2 separate regions of the Salmo salar genome follow, and region 2 is linked to region 1. A link is a contact called in public Hi-C data. All regions are on one chromosome and are shown on one strand. The core of a region is the stretch at or near the end of the contact, and the rest is flanking DNA. Distances in the headings are between cores, read along the strand shown. Region 1 holds the start of LOC106596360 (transcription factor BTF3 homolog 4). Region 2 holds the start of LOC106596460 (serine/threonine-protein kinase MAK).

The links. Hi-C and Micro-C count contacts between places; a contact is called where the count stands out from the background.
Region 2: a contact with region 1 is called in a Hi-C map of muscle, with 5 times the contacts expected there. The contact joins the promoter of LOC106596460 here to the promoter of LOC106596360 in region 1. A contact is called at or near these places in 2 of 3 Hi-C or Micro-C datasets (gill and muscle).

What each region holds. Positions count from the first base shown.
Region 1 is chrssa03:3,589,493-3,596,431 of Ssal_v3.1, reverse strand. It overlaps LOC106596360 (transcription factor BTF3 homolog 4), which reads right to left and starts at 2,913. Exons shown (of 6, transcript XM_014187661.2): 1 at 2,693-2,913; 2 at 1,870-1,932. The coding sequence starts at 1,923.
Region 2 is chrssa03:3,779,110-3,786,048 of Ssal_v3.1, reverse strand. It overlaps LOC106596460 (serine/threonine-protein kinase MAK), which reads left to right and starts at 3,748. Exons shown (of 14, transcript XM_014187746.2): 1 at 3,748-3,931.

The sequences.
Region 1 (6,939 bases), core at 1,664-4,163:
GAAATACACCTAACATGCTGACCACACCGCTAACGTGGCTGGTGAAATACACCTAACATGCTGACCACACCGCTAACGTGGCTGGTGAAATACACCTAACATGCTGACCACACCGCTAACGTGACTGGTGAAATACACCTAACATGCTGACCACACCGCTAACGTGACTGGTGAAATACACCTAACATGCTGACCACACCGCTAACGTGACTGGTGAAATGCACCTAACATGCTGACCACACCGCTAACGTGGCTGGTGAAATACACCTAACATGCTGACCACACCGCTAACGTGACTGGTGAAATACACCTAACATGCTGACCACACCGCTAACGTGGCTGCTGAAATACACCTAACATGCTGACCACACCGCTAACGTGGCTGGTGAAATACACCTAACATGCTGACCACACCGCTAACGTGGCTGGTGAAATACACCTAACATGCTGACCACACCGCTAACGTGGCTGGTGAAATACACCTAACATGCTGACCACACCGCTAACGTGGCTGGTGAAATACACCTAACATGCTGACCACACCGCTAACGTGACTGGTGAAATACACCTAACATGCTGACCACACCGCTAACGTGGCTGGTGAAATACACCTAACATGCTGACCACACCGCTAACGTGGCTGGTGAAATACACCTAACATGCTGACCACACCGCTAACGTGGCTGGTGAAATACACCTAACATGCTGACCACACCGCTAACGTGGCTGGTGAAATACACCTAACATGCTGACCACACCGCTAACGTGACTGGTGAAATACACCTAACATGCTGACCACACCGCTAACGTGGCTGGTGAAATACACCTAACATGCTGACCACACCGCTAACGTGGCTGGTGAAATGCACCTAACATGCTGACCACACCGCTAACGTCACGTTCGCGGCAAAATACATTATTCAATCATTGCATCCACACTGCTCACGAGCGTCTGCGTAGCCAGGCACTAAAACAGAACTTGTTTCTATTTGTGACTGACACTTCACACGCTGCAAGTCCCTCCTCTCCCATCTCCTCATTGGTTGTTAGGAGCATATACCCACGTGGGTGATTGAAAGATGAACTGAGGTCCACACTCCAGTCGGTGGTGGTGAAGCACCTTAAAGTTCGTTGTCAACCACCATATAAAGTCCAAAGAAGAAGCCTGGAAGGAGGAGAGATGACTAGAAAAATATTTGGTTGACCCTTTAATTTGTGGATGAATTGTCAGAGTAGAGGACCTTGTGCATTTCAGGTAAAATAACCCAATGTTTATATCCCAGGACAAAATGAGCTAGCAACAGCAAGCTAGCAAGCTAAATTTCCATAAATGTTTAATGCTTTTCTACCTGTCCCCAAATTAATATTACTGGTTAAGAGTTCGTTTTGATATTTCAACACGTGTGTCCTGATCACGTCTGGTGTGGGTGGACAACAACCAACACGTGCACATACGTGCCCGGTCTAGTCAGGATCGGCATGTTATCCGCCAATGACAAAAATCGACACATTCGGCAGGTGTTAAATTTAGGCCACACCAACAGTGCCATCTAGCTGTGGAGAGGAGACACAACGAGGCCCTTACCAAACAGTAAGAGACAAAGCCCTGGGCCCCACAGCCAGGCAGGATGGGCCAAAGCATCTGTCCCATAATAGGAGTAATGTGTTCAGGGGGAAAACAAGACTCCCAGTTGCTTTGATAAGTCTAATGCCCTTCAACAAAACAGACAGACAGACAGGCAGTTAAGCTACTAAACCGCTGGCCTTCAACCCTGCACATTACCAGATATGGAAGGGTTCTACAATTTAGTCATATCTGTGTCATAACAAAATGTAGATTTTAACAGTAGAGATGATAATAGTAGTTACCTTTCCACCTATCCGGACCTGGGCCTGAAGTTTGGCTAGTTTCTCTTGGTTCATGGCTTTTATCTGGAAAAAAGAGGAACATGGATGAGTTGTCAAGAAAATATCCTCATGAATTAACAAAAATCAACAACAATATAAACAGGCCTACTGGATGAATGCAAATCAGCTTCACGTTTTATCCTGAATCACTGTGGAAGCTGTTATTAATGGACTTAGCTACAAACTAGGCACCAATTGAGTCTTATCTGACAGTTAAAACTAGTTTATTAGCCAACAATGTTCATTGTCTGGAAACACTACAAATCATCAGGTGTCCGACTCTTCAACAACAACAGAAACAATGCCTGTCAGCCAAAAACACACACACACACACACACACACAGATGAATAGTTAGTTACCTAGTTGGTTAAAACGTTACACCATGTCATTAACTAAACTAGTTAAACTAGCAAGCTAACGTTACCCATTTTAACGGTAGTAAAATGTTCGCTACGCCCCGTAGTGTCAACATTTGAGACTCAAGTTAGCCATAAAAATGTCGACAACTAACTAAAGCTGTCATTTAGCCAGTTAACCATCTCATATTCCTGACGAGCTAGCTAGTTAACTAACTAAAAATGAGCTTTTCTAAAATGTTCCTGCATAAAGCCACAGCTAGGATACCGTGGAGACTGTTACCTAGCTAGCATTGTAAACACAGTAGGCTAGGAGCTCAAAGCAAACGGAGAACAACGCTTACTGTTATCTTTTATCCTATATGCCGTGGTCCATAGCTCTAGTTGTTAAAAACACACACACACACGTATATATATGTATATTTACCTGTGTAAAAGACAGCGTCAGTAATTTGATCGATCAGTCCCAAGGCACAGCACTTTGATCCACAAAAGGTTCACAGCAGAACAGGAAGTAGCAGGAGGGAACACGAGGTTGATGAGGATGATGGCGAATCTCAACACGTGTCTTTTCTCTCCGTGGGTGAATTTCAGGTCGTTTTGGTGTTTGTGTAATTTTCAGCAGATGGGGATTTTGATTTATTGATTGATTGATTTAATGTATTAGTTTATGAATCATTTTAAAACACATACAGACTTATAGCCACAACATGAACGCCGTTTGTACTACAGTTGCCTGCAATGTGTTTCTGATGAGAAATCAACCGTTTGTGCCATTGTTGTGGTCCATATCACATTTGTATTTTTTTGTTTTGTTGCATGAATTGCCAGGTTTCCACCCAATTGGCGACATTCTAAAATCCGCATAAAATCGTGCATTTTCCCACCAGAGATTTGTTTCCATTGGTGATCAAATTGACTTGTTGCTCCAGATTATAGTATGTGTGTGATGACATAGCTTTGACGGTTAAATAACCATGTACCGAATAAAATAAAATACAAGTTAAATGGATTTCCATCGCATTTAACTCTACTGATTGTTATCTCACAAAAACCTGTTGCTTTAAATAGCGAGTGTGCCCACGATCATGTCACCAGAATAAAACCCTGGATATTTATTGGAAAGCAGCATCACGCTCATCACCTTGCACTTTGCCCATCCTGTAAAGTTATTTTACAATTTATTTCACCTGTAGCCTAATAAACTGCATGATTTCCGGGGGTTATAGTGGGATGACCACATGTCATCGCATGATTCCACGTTTACTTTCATATTATGGCTATTATATCAATATTTGCGCATAAAAGCGTTTCCACCACCATTTCTCGTATTATTATCCCACCTATTAATTCAATTCAATAGCACCTAGTATTTGGTTTTGTCGACATTTGGTAATGTTTGTTTACCGACAAATTTGCTGCTTCCATCAAGCCTGTCATTACATTTTTTTTTATCCAACATGAACTTTACTGGCATACAAAAATGTTGGATGGAAACATGGTAATAAAAATACACTCAGTGGTTACCGGCCTTTTCCGGTTTGTGTTCCAGCAACTGAATTCTGCTCTGCCTGGAGTACCCCTGAAGTACCCCCTCTTGTGCATTTAAATAGAAGGTCTATGGTCTCATGTGTCTTCTCAAGTACTCCCTGATAGGCCTTGTCGTCGAACATCTCATTCTAAAATCATGGGCATTAATGTGGAGTTGTTCCCCCCTTTGCTGCTATAACAGCCTCCACTCTTCTGGGAAGGCTTTCCACTAGATTTTGGAACATTGTTGCGAGGACTTGCTTCCATTCAGCCACAAGAGCATTAGTGAGGTCGGTTACTGATGTTGGGCGATTAGGCCTGGCTCGCAGTCGGCGTTCCAATTCATCCCAAAGGTGTTCAATAGGGTTGAAGCCAGGGCTCTGTGCAGGCCAGTCAAGTTCTTCCACACTGATCTCGACAAACCATTTCTGTATGGACCTTGCTTTGTTCATGGGGGCATTGTCATGCTGAAACAGGAAAGGTCCTTCCCAAAACTGTTGCCACAAAGTTGGAAGCACAGAATCATCTACAATGTCATTGTATGCTGTAGCGTTAAGATTTCCCTTCACTGGAACTAAGAGGACTAGCCCGAACCATGATACACAGGCTGTATCACAACCGGCCGTGATTGGGAGTCCCATAGGGCGGCACACAATTGGCCCAGCGTCGTCCGGGTTTGGTTTGCCTAGTTAAATAAAGGTTAAAAAAAAGAAAACACAAAAAACACCCCCGACCCATTATTCCTCCTCCACCAAACTTTACAGTTGGTGTAACCGATGTGAAATGACTAGTTAGTTAGCGGTGGTGCGCGCTAATAGAATTTCAATTGGTGATGTCACTCGCTCTGCGACCTTAAGTAGTTGTTCCCCTTGCGCTGCAAGGGCCGTGGCTTTTGTGGCGCGATGGGTAACGATGCTTCATGGTGGTGTCAGTTGTTGATGTGCGCAGAGGGTCCCTGGTTCGAGCCCAGGTTGGGGCGAGGAGAGGGACGGAAGCTATACTGTTACATTGGCACTATGCATTGGGACAGGTAGCGTTCTCCTGTCATCTGCCAAACCCAGATTTGTCCATCGGACTGACAGATGTTGAAGTGTGATTCAGAGAGTCCAATGGCGGTGAGCTTTACACCACTCCAGCAGACACTTGGCATTGCGCATGGTGATCTTAGGCTTGTGTGCGGCTGCTCGGCCATGGAAACACATTTCATGAAGCTCCCGACAAACAGTTCTTGTGCTGACGTTGCTTCCAGAGGCACTTTGGAACTCTGTAGTGAGTGTGGAAACGGAGGACAGACAATTTTTACGTGCTACGAACTTCAGCACTCAGTCCCGTTCTGTGAGCTTGTGTGGCCTACCACGTCGTGGCTGAGCCGTTGTTGCTCCTAGACATTTCCACTTCACAATAACAATAATAATAATAATAATAATAATAATAATAATAATGCAGTCGATCGGGGCAGCTCTAGCAGGGCATAAATTTGATGAACTGACTTGTTGGAAAGGTGGCATCCTATGACGGTGCCACGTTGAAAGTCACTGAGCTCTTCAGTAAGATACAGTGCCTTTAGAAATGATTCACACCCCTTGGCTTTTTCCACATTTAGTTGTGTTACAGCCTGAATTTAAAATGGATTAAATACAGATTTCTTTGTCACTGGCCTACACACAATACCGCAGAATATCAAAGTGGAATCATATTTTTTTTTTTTTTTTTTAAGTTTAAAAATGATTGTAAAAAAAAATGAAAAGATGAAATGTCTGGAGTCAATAAGTTATTATTGATTATTAATTAACCCCTTTTTTATTGCTTATTGTTAAATACGTTCATGAGTAAAAATGTGCTTAAAAAACACAAAGACGAAGGTTTTCCAATGCCTCGCAAAAAAAAGGGCACCTATTGGTAGATTTAAAAAAATATTTTTTTTAACTAGGCAAGTCAGTTAAGAACATGTTCTTATTTACAATGACGGAAACCGCTCAAGGATTTCACCATGAGGCCAATGGTGACTTGAAAACAGCTACAGAGTTTAATGGCTGTGATAGGAGAAAAATGAGGATGGATCAACAACATTGTAGTTACTCCACAATACTAACCTAAATGACAGAGTGAAAAGAAGGAAGCCTGTACAGAATAAAAATAGTCCAAAACATGCATCCTGTTTGCAACAAGGCACTGAAGTAATACTGCAAATAATGTGGCAAAGCAATTCCCCTTTTTGTCCTGAGTACAACTCTCCATATTTTCAAGCATAGTGATGGCTGTGTCATGTTATGAGTATGCTTGTAATCGTTAAGGACTGAGGAGTTTTTCAGGATAAAAAGAAACGGAATGGAGCTAAGCACAGGCCTATCAAAAGACCTGGCTCAGTCTGCTTTCCACCAGACACTGGGAGATGAATTCACCTTTCAGCAGGACAATAACCTAAAACACAAGGCCAAATACACACTGAGAGATGAATTCACCTTTCAGCAGGACAACAACCTAAAACACAAGGCCAAATACACACTGGGAGATGAATTCACCTTTCAGCAGGACAATAACCTAAAACACAAGGCCAAATACACACTGGGAGATGAATTCACCTTTCAGCAGGACAATAACCTAAAACACAAGGCCAAATACACACTGGGAGATGAATTCACCTTTCAGCAGGACAATAACCTAAAACACAAGGCGAAATACACACTGTAATATACACTGTAGTTGCTTACCAAGACAACGTTGAATGTTCCTGTGGCCTAGTTACAGTTTTGACTTAAACCTACTTGAAAATCTATGGCAAGACTTGAAAATGGTTGTCTAGTAATGATCAACAACCAATTTCACATTGAAGGATTTTGAAAAGAATAAATGGGCAAATGTTGCACAATCCAGGTGTGGAAAGCTCTTAGAGACTTACCCAGAAAGACAAAGGTGCTTCAACAAAGTATTGACTCGGAGTTGTGAAATGCCCCTCCCTACCTTCAGGCAATGATCCAACACTACACCCCAACCCGAGCACTCTGTTCTGCCACATCAGGTCTCTTAGCTCTCCCACCCGTACGGGAGGGCAGCTCCCGCTCAGCCCTGTCCAAACTGTTCTCTGTTCTCGCACTCCAATGGCGAAACCAGCTTCCCCTTGAAACTAGGACAGCAGAGTCCCTG
Region 2 (6,939 bases), core at 2,499-4,998, 190 kb before region 1:
TAGTTATACTGCATGCCAGTAGTTATTCTGCATTCCCGTAGTTGTGACGCTGTCTATAGTTATAGGCCTAGGCATTGTGAAAGTCATGTTGTTACTGATGGTCTTGTGTGTGTGTTATGTCACCCTGTAGCCTTCTACTGTAAAGTTAGCCATGCTGACTATCCCACGGCTGCCACGGGGGTACGGGGGTGGGGTAACTTAGCAGCGTTTGTACGTGAAGCTGCATTGAGCACATTGGCCACATTTGTAATTACCTTGCGGAAACCTTGTCCAAAAAAAGTTTCCATTTTCTCTGGTGGGTAATCAGATGTAACCACAATATCTCTCACGTTTAGGGGACTTAAAAAATAAAAAAATGGGTTTCAATTGTGGGTCAGTGTCAATAATGTACCAGTGCTTCCTGATAATGTCCTTAAATGCCTTCCCCAATGGTGAGTATTGGGTAAAGCATGATGGGACATGTTCTGCACAGGCTTCCAACTGTGTTCCACCTTCAAAACGAGCATTGGGCAAGTTTTACCCAATTGTCTTTGTATCCCCCTTTCCTTAAATCTTTGTTCGAGGTCTGTGATCTGCTTCTAATAAGAAGCATCAGATCTGCATATTCTTCTGATAGGACTGAGTCGACTTATAGGGAGACTTTTAATACGTGGATGAAAGCTGTCTCAGGAGGGTATTCCTGTCCGTAAGTTTAGAGATCTGTAGGAAGGGAGGTTTTGTGCTTAATAAACCATCACATCAAGAAAACTGATTTGTGATCAGTCATAGTTAATGGTGAAGTGAAGGTGTTCATTTATAGAGTTTAGATAAGCGTGGAATTCCAAAAGTTCTTCCTGGGTGCCTGTATAGATCACGAAAATGTCATCCAAATATCTCAGAATTAGGAGAATATTGGAGAGAAAAGGGTTAAGGTGTGGATTCAGCACCACGTGTTTTTCATTCGTTCCTAGATATAGATTAGCATAATTAGCAGCCATAGTGCTCCGCATCGCTGTCCCTTTTGGTCTGAAGGAAAAAGTCTCCTCTGAAGAGAAAATAGTTGGAGGTTAGTACCAGTTCAGCCAAGTCCACAATACATATTGGTGCTGGGTAGAGCATTAGGGGGACGTTCATTGAGGTAGATCTTGAGGGCCTCTAGGCCGCCCTGATGCCTGATGGGGGATGTTAATATATAGACTGGTGACATCAAAAGTACACAGAATCGTATTTTCAGATATATGGTCCACAGATTTCAAAAGATTAATTAAAATCGATAGAGTCTCTAGTATACGTGAGGAGGGAGAGATCTCCCCAGGGTTTAACGAAATGTGTCTACAAAAGACAGAGATATTCTCTGTCAGAGATCCAAACCTACTCACAATGGACCTGCCCGGTATAAGTGGTGTCATGCTCTTGTGAATTTAGGGTAGAGCGTATATGACAGGTGTTTGGGCAGTCAACTTTCATACACTTATATTCGTTTTTTGTAATTTCCCCTTCATCATTTTTTGGGGGACAATTTATCGTGGATCAGAGACTTTAATTGATTAGTAGGGTCCTTTGGGAGTCTTTTGTAAAAATTAATCATCACTAAGTTATCTCAGAATTTCCTTTTCATAGTCTGCTGCATTTAGTATCACTGTTGCACCTCCTTTGTTGGCAGGTTTTATAATGATACTGGAGTCATTTTTCAGTTCCATAAGAGTGTTCTTCAGCTTTTTTTTTTTTGCCTATCACTTGTGCCATTAAACTCTGGGCCTCTTGAGAGAGGCAGTAGAACACTCACATGCAAGGCTTGAATGAGGTTGGGGTTAGTGTCTGGGGTTGGAGAAAAGGTTTGTGTGATAGCCTTCCCTGTGGCTCAGTTGGTAGAGCATGGTGTTTTCAACGCATGGTGTTTGCAACGCCGAGGTTGGGGGTTCGAATCCCACGGGGGAGTCTGCTAAATGACTCACTACTGTAGTGGCTCTGGATCAGAGAGTCTGCTAAATGACTCACTACTGTAGTGGCTCTGGATCAGAGAGTCTGCTAAATGACTCACTACTGTAGTGGCTCTGGATCAGAGAGTCTGTTAAATGACTCACTACTGTAGTGGCTCTGGATCAGAGAGTCTGCTAAATGACTAACTACTGTAGTGGCTCTGGATCAGAGAGTCTGCTAAATGACTCACTACTGTAGTGGCTCTGGATCAGAGAGTCTGTTAAATGACTCACTACTGTAGTGGCTCTGGATCAGAGAGTCTGCTAAATGACTCTCTACTGTAGTGGCTCTGGATCAGAGAGTCTGCTAAATGACTCACTACTGTAGTGGCTCTGGATCAGAGAGTCTGCTAAATGACGTAAATGTAAGAATCTGTTCACCTGGAACGCACCCAGATTCAGAGGCAGTTTTGTACCACTAGATGACGCTAATGTATTACAAAAAGATGAGGGAGGTGGGAAACAGGTATTTATTTTATGTTTGTCTTGTTTAAATTTATTTTAACGTTAGATGGTAACGTGGGATAGTTTTCTTCCCAAACTAAGCCCACTAAAGGACGGTCCTCCTGATGCTTTCTCTCCTTAAATGATGACGTGACCCTGTCTTTGGACTACAAGTCCCATAAAGCATTGTGTTTATCATTCTGACAGCATTCTCCAGTCTCCCTCAAAAGAGCCCCACAGTGGAGATTTCATAATACCCATAAAACCTAGCGGTCAAACAGGGAAATTGTTCCAATCGTTTTTCCACCATTCATTTGTCCCATAGGGAATTTTAGAAACACTTAAATAAGGGCTATGTTTTGTGTAGACTTACCGTGGAGTGATGTTTTGATAACCATGTGAATCAGACAAGGTGACTTATAAATATATTCATCTCTATTTACTCTGACTTGAAAATGCTAATTAGCATCAAAGTAGACAGATATCATGCAAAACTACATATCCCTGCAAACACCTGTACGTCATCTCTAGCTGACACCTTTGCTAATGGTATTGTGTACATTTTAAAACTTGCACAGGACAGTTCATAGAATTTTACATTTAAAGAAATTTTGCCAATTTATTCATTACTACATTTAGCTAACATAGTTCATGCGAATCCGTTGCCTCGATTCGTCAGTCTCATCCAGATCATAATGGAATTTCTAGTTCTTTATGATAGCCACATTAGCAGCTAATTAGCATTTTAGGGGGTGGGGTAAATACAGGTGAAAATATTGTAAAAAGTCACCTTGTCCTAGAGAGATTTACACAGTTATCAAAACGTCACACAAGGGTGAGCCTACACAAAACACATCCCTAATTTTTAAGTGTTTCTAAAATTCCCTATGGGAAAAATGAATTAAACCCTTTCCCTTGTTTGACCGCTAGGTGTCATGGGTATTATGACTCATACTGTGGTGCTCTATGGTCCCAGTTGCCAGAGATACTTTTGAGGAGATGGGAAACTCCGTTGAACTCTATTGTGTCCTTTGCCAATGGTCCGCTGCTCAAAAACACAACATTAATGTCGTCAACAAAAAAGTACAACATTACACATATTTTCCAAGATGTTGAGATAATTAACTTGCTATCTGTAATATTTGTATATCTTTGGCACCGGGACATTTGGTACTTTCGAGGAAAATAGACACGTTTCTCGACTCATATACACTGACTTTTAGAAGGGATTGCGTGACGATCATCTTAGCAACCACGTTACGAGACATGACAACGTGAACGTGATTGGTCAAAAGTCTGCTCCTTCCGCCATTCTTTGTCCAATGGGACTTCGATCTCCTCCTTCCTGTAATATTTATGCCGTTGCCAAGGAGAAAGGAAGCCGCTCCTGTACAATAAGGAAGTTATTGTTATTGTACTGTCTTCACCACTGCATTGTTTTTTCTTCACAAAACAGAAACGCATCTTGCTTTATTCTTGGACTAAAAAGGGGACAAAAACAAAATGTCTTTATTGGTAGGTATGCTAAGGTAATACCACCGTTTCTGAATGTTGCATGACAGCGGTGTTGTTTATGGTAGGCCAATATAATGATGTGTGTTGTTTAACGTTATGTGTTTGTTTATCTTGTTAACTAGCTAGCTAGCTAACAGCTCAGTAGTAGTTTTAAGGGTTGTTGCTTATTACGTAGGTATATTAATGTATGCCCCTTTACCCCATACCACACTAATGAAGTTGAACTGTCCTGCCAATAATTATTTTACTTTCTCTCTGTCTGAGGGACTTTCTAATCTGATAGGATGGAGAGTTGAGGTCAATATAGGATTAGAGAAATGTCTACGACAGCCAATGTATGTCAGAGAAAGAACAAGAACTGACTTCCTTATTCAACAACATTCAACACAGACAAGTCATTCATTTTGAAGTTGTCTGTTTTTAATGGACACATTCTGTGCAGGTTAGCCAGGGTTGTACCAAATGACTGTTGGTAGTCTATATCCAGCGGTAAAGTCTAGCCCAATCAGGACCTGTTTTCACCTGGAGTAATCAATTAAAGCCTCTTTTGCTGGCTTCCCCTGTAAACCCAGGGACCAGTTGCATAAAACATCTTAAGTTAATTTCCCCCTTTATCGTTTCCCTTTAAAGTCAGTTGCACAACATTTTTTAAGGCGATTTTCTCCCTTAAATTCAGTGTAAAAGTTATCGGTGCCCATGAGGACCCTTAAGTGTTTCATTCACTCCCCACGTTGTAAAGTGTAAACTAATAACCGGGAAGCAAGTACAGGGAATGAATGTAATCAATTAAATGTAATAAACGAACATGGAACAAAACAAGATACCTCGAGTAGCGTACAGACATGAAACATATAAACAGAAACAACGCCTGAGGAAAGAACCAAAGGTAGTGACAAATATTTGGGAAGGAATCGAGTCCAGGTGAGTCTTATGAGGCGCAGAAACGATGATCGTCCTATGGGACTTGGGACTTGTAGCGACTGTGTTGACTTCAAAATCTGGGGTGTGAACTACGTTTCTATTCAAGCGTTGATCGACATGGTAATGGCTCTATAGTATTGGGGAAAAGTTGTTGTTTTTTAAACGGACCCTCCGTTACATCGTGACGTGTCATGGCGTAACGTACAGCACGCGTAAAGCAACTATTTCTGCCTTACAATCTCTCCCCACCAGGTGTAGCACTTCTCTCATCGTTTAAAAACATGAAATGGACAATGACATACCTAGTCATTTTTTTGCGTCATCACTGCATGCGATCATGACTCTCAAAGCCGCTGTTTACTTCTGAAGATCACTTTAGCACCTCCCTAAAAACCCGATTCAATTTCGACACAAAACCTTCCAATAGGTATGTAATGACACATTATATAAACTGTTTTATAGTGGTTTATTTACATTTTAGAGGCGATAAGGTGATACGTTGGACAGATGGAGTGGGGAAAAAAAGCGGTTTTCCCCACACGACATGTGACCTTCTCACTATCACGCAATAGGTTTAGCTTCCCCACCCGCCATTTTAAAAAAGACCCGACGGAACTCATTGCCTTCTTGAATCATGCAGAGATGGGCATCATGAAGGTCTCGTCATTGATTTTGTTGGAAAGGGGAGAAATTGTGCTTTACAATGGTATTGACGTTACAGTTGATCTGGAAGTTTTACGTTTTTTTGGGCTCTAAAATAAGGTCGATTGTACGGACCAAGGCGATGTACAAAAGTGAGTGAGTTTACGTTAACCTGTTCTCCTAAAAAAATTGCTAACAGCTAAATTAGCCAATGTGAGCAAATAAATCTCAGCTTGCTAAGTAGCAAAGCCAACCAATTACACAATAAATATGCACAAAGTAAACAATTATTTTCTAAACTAATGTTAATCTCAACCAAATGACAAGTACAAAGAACTATTGCTCTGTCCAACAACGTAACAACCATTAGTTACAGGCTAGACAGAATACTATTGCTAGCTAGCTAACTAGCCATGCTATTGTAATGAAAATAAGCTAGCTAGCCAGCGCCAGCTTTGTAGTTGTAATGATATGTGGAAAAAGTCATTTTAATTTCTTCCTCCATTTTTCTCACCAACGCCTTTAATAATTTTAACAATTCGATTCATATTTAGAAACATGTCCTGCCTCCCTGAGTAAGCGATTCATCGCAACAGACCGATAGTCAAACACACGGAAATTGACGCGGGAAGGGCTACAATGTGGTACTTTCAGACGCATGAAACGTACCCGTTACCTCACAGGCGTTCAGAACGTGTTCAGGGGCACAATTTCATGCGTCTGAAAGTACAATATTCAAACCTTCTAATCACCTGTAAATACACACTGAACAGGTGTAATGAACGGGTGTAGTGAACGGGTGTTAGTGAACGGGTGTTATGAACGGGTGTAATGAACGGGTGTAATGAACGGGTGTAATGAACCAAATGCCCATAGCAAGCTTTCATATCAAGATCATTTGAAACTCATGGCCTTCCATAAGTAACTGGAGACAATGAGTGCCAGAGAGGAGGTGCTGGAGTAGACGTGACAGTAACTTAGCTTGACTTGCTAGAAAATAATATTTAAAAAAGTAATGATATGAAACGTGTTTTATTATCTTCTGAATCAAATTGTTCCTCCTGTAACGATATGAAATGTGTTTTATTATCTTCTGAATCAAATTGTTTCTCCTGTCCTCCTGTAACGATAAGAAACGTGTTTTATTATCTTCTGAATCAAATTGTTCCTCCTGTAACGATAAGAAACGTGTTTTATTATCTTCTGAATCAAATTGTTCCTCCTGTCCTGAATGTAGAAGTTCTTATTTTTGACGAGACGTTTATTCGGTGAATAATGGTCGTCTTCATGGTAACCAGAGACTCTTTCTGCCTTACATGACTTCAAACTACCCAAAAAAACGTTTAAGTTATGCCCTTATGGCTGGTAGGAGTGTTGAGCCAGTAACCGAAAGGTTGCTGGATTGAATCCCCGAGCTGACAAGGTAAAAATCTGTCGTTCTGCCCTTGAACAAGGCAGT